Linked DNA regions of Mus musculus: region 1 is linked to region 2. The links are chromatin contacts, called in public promoter capture Hi-C maps. All regions are on one chromosome and are shown on one strand. The core of a region is the stretch at or near the end of the contact, and the rest is flanking DNA. Distances in the headings are between cores, read along the strand shown. Region 1 overlaps Llgl2 (LLGL2 scribble cell polarity complex component). Region 2 overlaps Grb2 (growth factor receptor bound protein 2).

Region 1 (3,290 bases), core at 434-2,933, 160 kb before region 2:
AAACTGGGGGAGGAAGCCATTTACCCCAGCTTTATAGGAACAAAGAGAGCCAGCAGGCCCTGTGGTTAATTAGCTTAATTGTTAACCTGTTTTCTGAAAGAAAAAAAAAAACATAAAAATCCAGAAAGAGAAACTTCACAGCCTCCCTCCGTGCAGTGGGTTGGCAGAAGCGGGGCTGTCCTGTGGAATTTCTTGATCGGTGCCTCAACTGGACATGCAGGGGAAGGACCTGGGGCAGTTTTAGCAGGAATACCCAGGTCGGGGTAAGATGGGCAAGGAGCCCATCAAAGACTCACATAGCCAAGCCCCGTGGTGCTGGGGACCAGGTCTGGTCCTATGAGGCTGTGGGCTCTCTAGGTTAATCCTAGATCTGCCTTGCTGCTAATTCCCAGCTAGCTCCCTGAGCTCTGACTGGGCATCTAGAAATGTTCCTTTTCAGATGTGCATGGTGGCACACGTGTAACCTAGGTCACTGGGGAAACAGAGCATCAAGGGTTTAAAGCCATGAAGGGTACAAAGTGAGACCCTATTTCCTGCCACTCCCTAAGGAGGCCTTTCTTAAGGGCCACAGCGGAGCCCAAATCAAGAGAAGACATTCTATCTGTACCGAATAAAGAAAACAGCTCAAGACCCCCAAGCCACTCATCGACCATAGAAAGCATTCCCAGCCCAAGGGGGGAAACTATTTCTGTACTCTCCTTGGGGGAGGGGCTGTGAGTGGGTGGTTTGACTTTCAGCGCCCAGTAGCAGTCTCCTGCTGACCATCTTTGGCACTGGGCATGTTCCTAGGAACACAGGGGCTCACTCAGGCCATTACAGAAATGGCTTCCTTCATTCCACTCTAGACGGAAAGAGAAAGCAAACATAGCCGCCAGCTCGCTGAACGCTGCATGTAGGGTCAGGTAGACAGGCCGACAAAGTGTGCTAAGTACTTAAGCTGGAGCAGGGACGGGACACCCAGCCTCCACTGGGGAAGGGGGGGTGCTTCTTATCTAAACCGAGGCTGGAAAGATAGCCTGAAGGTTGGGGGCAGGGGTGGGTACAGTTCAGAGGCAGAGCACTTGGTGGCAGTGTACAAGGCCCTTCATCCTCAGCTCTGTAATCAATCAATTAAAGGGCCAAGACTTTGCTTATGAAAAGACTCTGGATTTAAGACTGGGGCTCCCCAGTTGCTGGCTGCGGATAGAGCCACATCCCCTGCAAATGCAAAGATCAGCAGGACAAGCCACTTCCAAACCAAACACCAGGGACCAGTCCCTGGGGAACTGTCACCCTTTGGGGACAATCAAAAGGTCATGATTTGCAGTGGGGGAGGGGAGAGAGACTAGGGATTTCACATTTTTAGGGAAGCAAGACCACTGCAGAGCCTCCCACTCGTGGGGATGGGTGGGGTGGGGCGTGGGGATTGGTGGGAAAGTCTGGGTACCCACCTGAGGTCCCATAACAAGCCAGAGAACAAGCATGGGGCATCAAGTACTGGGGGCTCCTGGGACTGGAGTGAAAACAGGCCCCAGACTTCGGCCATCTCTGCCTCTGAAGACAGCTGAGCTGGCTAGCTGAACATTCCAGCCGTGGGGGAGGGTGGTGCAAGCTCGTAAATCAGCAGCTACGGCTCCTGGGGTGCAGGCGCTCCCCTCCCCAGCCGAGGTCACTAGGTCAGAAGGCACAGGAAGCTGGGAATGACTCCCTGGGAAAGGAAAGAGACCAGCGGACTCTAGGGAAGGGACAAGAAGGGACCAGGACCATCTGTACTAAGGACCCCACAGGAGCTCAAAGTGACACGGCAAAGTGGTGAGTGGCAGGAAAGAGGGGACATGCCCCACTTGGTCAGGAGGGCAGAACACTCGGTGCAGGCTACCTACCCAAGTGGCCGTCGGAGCACTTGCTGTGACCAGCACTGTTCCAGACCCCCTGAATGTACCTGTTGATACGTTTTAAATGTTTTGGTTCAAGTTGTCTAGGCTCACTGTAGAAACATCAAATCACTGAGGGTGAATCGTCCTCCAGAGAACCTCAGGAAAATGTGGGGACCAGGTTCTGACCACCTCTGTTGTTTGTGTGCTCAGGGTAAACACTACACATCAGCTCAGGCGGAGGCCACCTGAGAGGCCAGGCAGAACACACCTACCTGACAGAGGAAACCAGGCCACAGACTAAGCAACTTACCCACGGTCACCACTGCATAGGAAGCGGCAGAACTCAGAGCTGACCCCCATGTATGACTAACTCCAGAATTGAGGGGCTTATAAAGGCGTCCATGAGGAATGGCTATTACAGGAGAGCTAATTATATGGCTGCAGTCAAAAGGTAGGGCCACGCGCACATACTCCCACAGGCCATGGAGCTCAAAGCTAACCAAGCAGTTTGGGACCAGGTGCCTGGTCACTGCTTTCAGAGTGTTCTTAAGAACTAACCTGCAGGGCTCAGTGACCTTGTGGGGGACCTACTGCTGGGGACCCCATTGGCCAGGGAGACAGAAGAGCGACCTAGGAGCTGGGACCAAGGTGGAGGTAGAACAGGCTTGGGGCCAGTGTAACTGCCCCAAGGCAAGGCATGAAAATACCCCACCCCTTCTTAGAGGAGGAGGAGGACAGGTGCGGGCCTGGCTCAGTTCAGAAAGCCCCCTCCCCCACCCCAGGCCTTCTACCCCAGATAAGCAAGCTCTCAGAGGAGCCTGGAAGTCAGGCTAGGGCTGTGAAGTCTGATAGGGGATGATCCTGCCTAGCCTATGCCTGGGAAATGGGGAGGTTAAAAGACTAAGGGGGCAAACCTACAGCCCCCCAGTGTGCCGACTCCTGAGGCAGACAGGCCATGAGAGATGCCCTCTGGCAGGAGGGAGAGTAGAGTGGGGAAGGAGAAAGTATACAAGATGCTGAGGTCAAGGGCGCTGGGGGTGGGGTGGGGGTGGGGAAGCCTCGCTGAGAGTTACTGGTCAGCCTCTTGGCCCTATGTGTTCACAGCACTCTACCCGGGACACTTTGCCTAGGATACCGCCACATAACCCCACCGCTCAAATGCTCCCTCGCCCCAGTCTACAACTGTCCCCTCCCTGCTACTTTCTCCTCGTATCCCCTACTCAGGACCTCGGTGACAGGTATTACCGGCCACATAAGGTTTAGGGCAGGGCTAAGGGTCAGGCGGGTGGAAGAGCATGGTGCCGTGGGCCAGGATAAGGAGCACATTCCAGGAGCACTGGGGCAAGTCCAGGCTGAGATCATGGAGTGACTCGCATAGCACCTCGCAGCACAGACACACACCGGAAAGATGAAAAAGCCAGCCGGCCAGAGGCA
Region 2 (3,026 bases), core at 416-2,915:
ATAGTGTTGTTGTTGTTGTTTAGATTTTTGTGAAGAATCTTTAAATTTTTCTAGATTTATATATATGTATGTGTGTGTGTATAGACACACACATATATGATAAATATAACAAATATGAATGGTAGTGTTGGGTCTCCAGGAGCTGGAGCCATGGATAATTGTAAACTACGGGTGGGTGCTGGGATTTGACCTGGTTCTCAACAAGGACAAAAAGAGCTCTTAACCTCGGAACCACGTCTTTAGCTCTTGAAAATGTACTTACTATGCATATGGGTATTTCACCTGTGTGTCTGTCTGTGCACCACATGGAGTGCCCAGGAGGCCAGAAGAGGATTTCTGACCTGGAACTAGAGTTGTAGCTGGTTGTGAGCTACTGTGTAGGTGGTGAGAACTGTGTGTGGTGGTGAGTTTAAAATTACCAAGATTGTTCCAAACATATGTAAAAACTGATTCCCACTGGGCAGTGATGGCGCACACCTTTAATCCCAGCACCCAGAGACAGAGGCGGGTGGATCTCTGAGTTCAAGGACAGCCAGGGATACATAGAGAAACATGTCTTTCTGAAACAAAGCAAAACAAAATTTAAAAGCCACCCCCCCAAAAAAACCAAACAAACAACAACAACAAACCCAAACAACAAAAACACCTCTATTCCCATGGTTTGGAGGTGAGTATTGACTATCTGTTGAAAACATGTATTTAAGCTGTTGGAGCCATTTTTTTTTTTCAATTGTAAATAAAACAAAAACTACGTGTAGACATTTGTCCCCACCCTGAAGCAGCAGTTCATGTAGGAGTGTCTCCCCCCACTCCCCGCCCGTGTGTGTTTGTGTTTGTGTGTGTGTGTGTGTGTGTGTGTGTGTTGGTACTGAGATAGTGTCTTCAGGTAGCTCCCGTTGGCCTTGAACTTGGGGTGGCGATCCTCTAGAAACTTCCAAGACTAGACCTAGGTTAGCAGACAATTGCTTCAGGTGAATAAAAGTTAAACTTAACATCCCAATACATTCTACTCCATACCTGAAAACTGTAATAGTTTGAGAATATAAGGCCGGGGGAAAAATGGCCACTGGAAATCTTAAAGCACAGAAGGCCATGGAAGCACGATTTTACAAACCAGATCAACTCTTTTCCCTCCTGGTGCTGTAGGCTAGAAACTCAATGATGAAAAGTGAACGAAGGCTCCTAAAAATAGACATTCATGACACAAAACCCTCTTCTGTGTGAAGGAAGGATTACAAAGGCTGCGTGTGGTTCTGTTGTAAGCAGCTGGACACAGTAGCCACATCTTAGTTGATCACACTGTCTGATCCTTGTAATTTGGGAGACTACTTGTCATTTCAGTCAAGCGGGAGTTACTGGTGCTGGTCACCACAGCCCACCGAGCACATGGAATGGCACACACAGTTCCCTCTGAGGTAGACATGAGATCAGGCTGTTGTTCTTGTGACCCTGAATTGAGGGTTTGCCACACCACTATTTGCATTAACACCTCCTGTTATTAGTGTTTCAGATCCTTGTCTTCTCTGTGGGTTGTGACAGTTTCTCTGCACCCAAAGTGCTAGTTTTCTACACTTCCCCGTGTGTGGGTGCTCAGAGAGAGCTGTAGACTACAGAGCAGAGAGGCTTCTTGTATCTGGGACATGCCAAGTACAGTGTGGTCTCCGCTGGCCCTGCCCCCAGCCTGTCAGGAACTTTGTTCCTTCCAAGCCTTCTGGCCCTGCAGCTGCCTGCAGGAGGCCCTAAATGTGGTAATTAGCAGGACTGCCTTTACTTCAGCAGTAAAAGGAGGTGTAATTTAACTTGCAGGCAGGACTTATGTTTGTCTAGAGTTCCTCCTGAGAAACTCTGAAGAAGGGTTGTGACAGTCTGAATTTTCATGCCTGTTTTCCTCATGAAAGGGTATGTGCTCATGGTCTTGCAAACCTTAGGTGTCTGTTTTTTTGGTGTGACAAGACACAACGTGAATTAGGGTATATTAGTTAAAGTGGAGCATTCAGAGATATATTTTAAAGGCAGTTTCAAAGCATGCTGCATCTTTTTTTTTCTTTAAAGCAGTGTCAAAAGGCTGGAGAGATGGCTTAATGGTTAAGAACCCTTGTTTTTGCAGGGGTCCTGGGTTTGGTTCCAAGCACTCATATTTGTTTGTAACTCCAGCTCCAGAGGCTCTGTTGTCCTTATTTGACCTCCTTAGGCACTGTGAATATACATGCATGCATACATACATACATATGTGCAGGCAAAGCCCTCATACACATAAAGCAAATAAATAGAGGAGGAGGGGGAATATGTGTATGGTGGAAAGGGTTTATATGGGCTACCCTGCCCTGAGACTTTATGTGAATGGTTGCTAAGAATGGAGGTGTATTCTGGTCATTGCTGTGGGCCCTGACAGGTACACAAGCTCCTGTGAACCAATCCTAGTAAAACACACTGGGTCACAGCCATACTCCCAGACAGAAAGTAAAGTAGGATTGGGTTAGTTGGTGTGTGGGCAGTGAGTGGGTAAAGCGAGGAGAGTGCTGAGCATCCACCTCAGCAGCAGAGCAGTTGCCTGCTGTGGTCAAGGCCTGGGCACCGTCCCCATCATGGGGTGGGTGTGGAGGGGTTGTTGGGGAGAGAAGCAAATTTAGATTCTTTAGACACTGCATATGTGTTTTTAATGTTAGCTGTGGAGACTTTAAAACACATAGAATTACCTCTGCCTAGTCAATTTCTCATTTTTAAAACTTTAGGATTTATTTATGTTTGTGTTTTGTCTACATATATGCATATGTGCCCACTACATTCAAGTTCAGAAGGTGTCAGATGCCCTTAGTCTGGAGGTTGTAGACACGGGGTTGTAAACCACCATGTGGGTGCTGAGAACTGAGGACCAAGTAGCCAGTGCTCTTCACCTCTGAGCTGCCTCAGCCCTGAGATTTCTCACCTTGCCTGGTTTGCTGCCGTGAGTGCTTGCTTAGTAACCTGGGCTTCCTAATACCCTTGAGCCTCTCAGGTCTGTGGCCAGATGCCAGCCAGGGGCGTCA

Evidence for each region. Capture Hi-C pulls out chosen DNA fragments and counts their contacts.
Region 1: a contact with region 2 is called in a promoter capture Hi-C map of liver, with 1.9 times the contacts expected there. The contact joins two enhancer-like sites. A contact is called at or near these places in 1 of 39 promoter capture datasets (embryonic stem cells), 4 of 115 datasets of contacts at active chromatin or transcription factors (the 230-238 cell line, double positive thymocytes and embryonic stem cells) and 3 of 9 other capture datasets (adipose tissue, liver and pancreatic islet).

The regions. Positions count from the first base shown.
Region 1 is chr11:115,831,059-115,834,348 of GRCm38.p6, reverse strand. The region is part of intron 1 of Llgl2 (LLGL2 scribble cell polarity complex component); the gene reads right to left. Among named protein-coding and RNA genes, the nearest start is that of Llgl2, 8.6 kb to the right of the region's middle. Within about 2 kb of position 1,683, at least 73 of the 459 cell types and tissues checked have an H3K27ac peak or open chromatin away from gene starts, as enhancers often do. A contact at or near this core is called in liver, where this site is marked.
Region 2 is chr11:115,669,265-115,672,290 of GRCm38.p6, reverse strand. The region is part of intron 2 of Grb2 (growth factor receptor bound protein 2); the gene reads left to right. Among named protein-coding and RNA genes, the nearest start is that of Grb2, 38 kb to the left of the region's middle. Within about 2 kb of position 1,665, at least 82 of the 459 cell types and tissues checked have an H3K27ac peak or open chromatin away from gene starts, as enhancers often do. A contact at or near this core is called in liver, where this site is marked.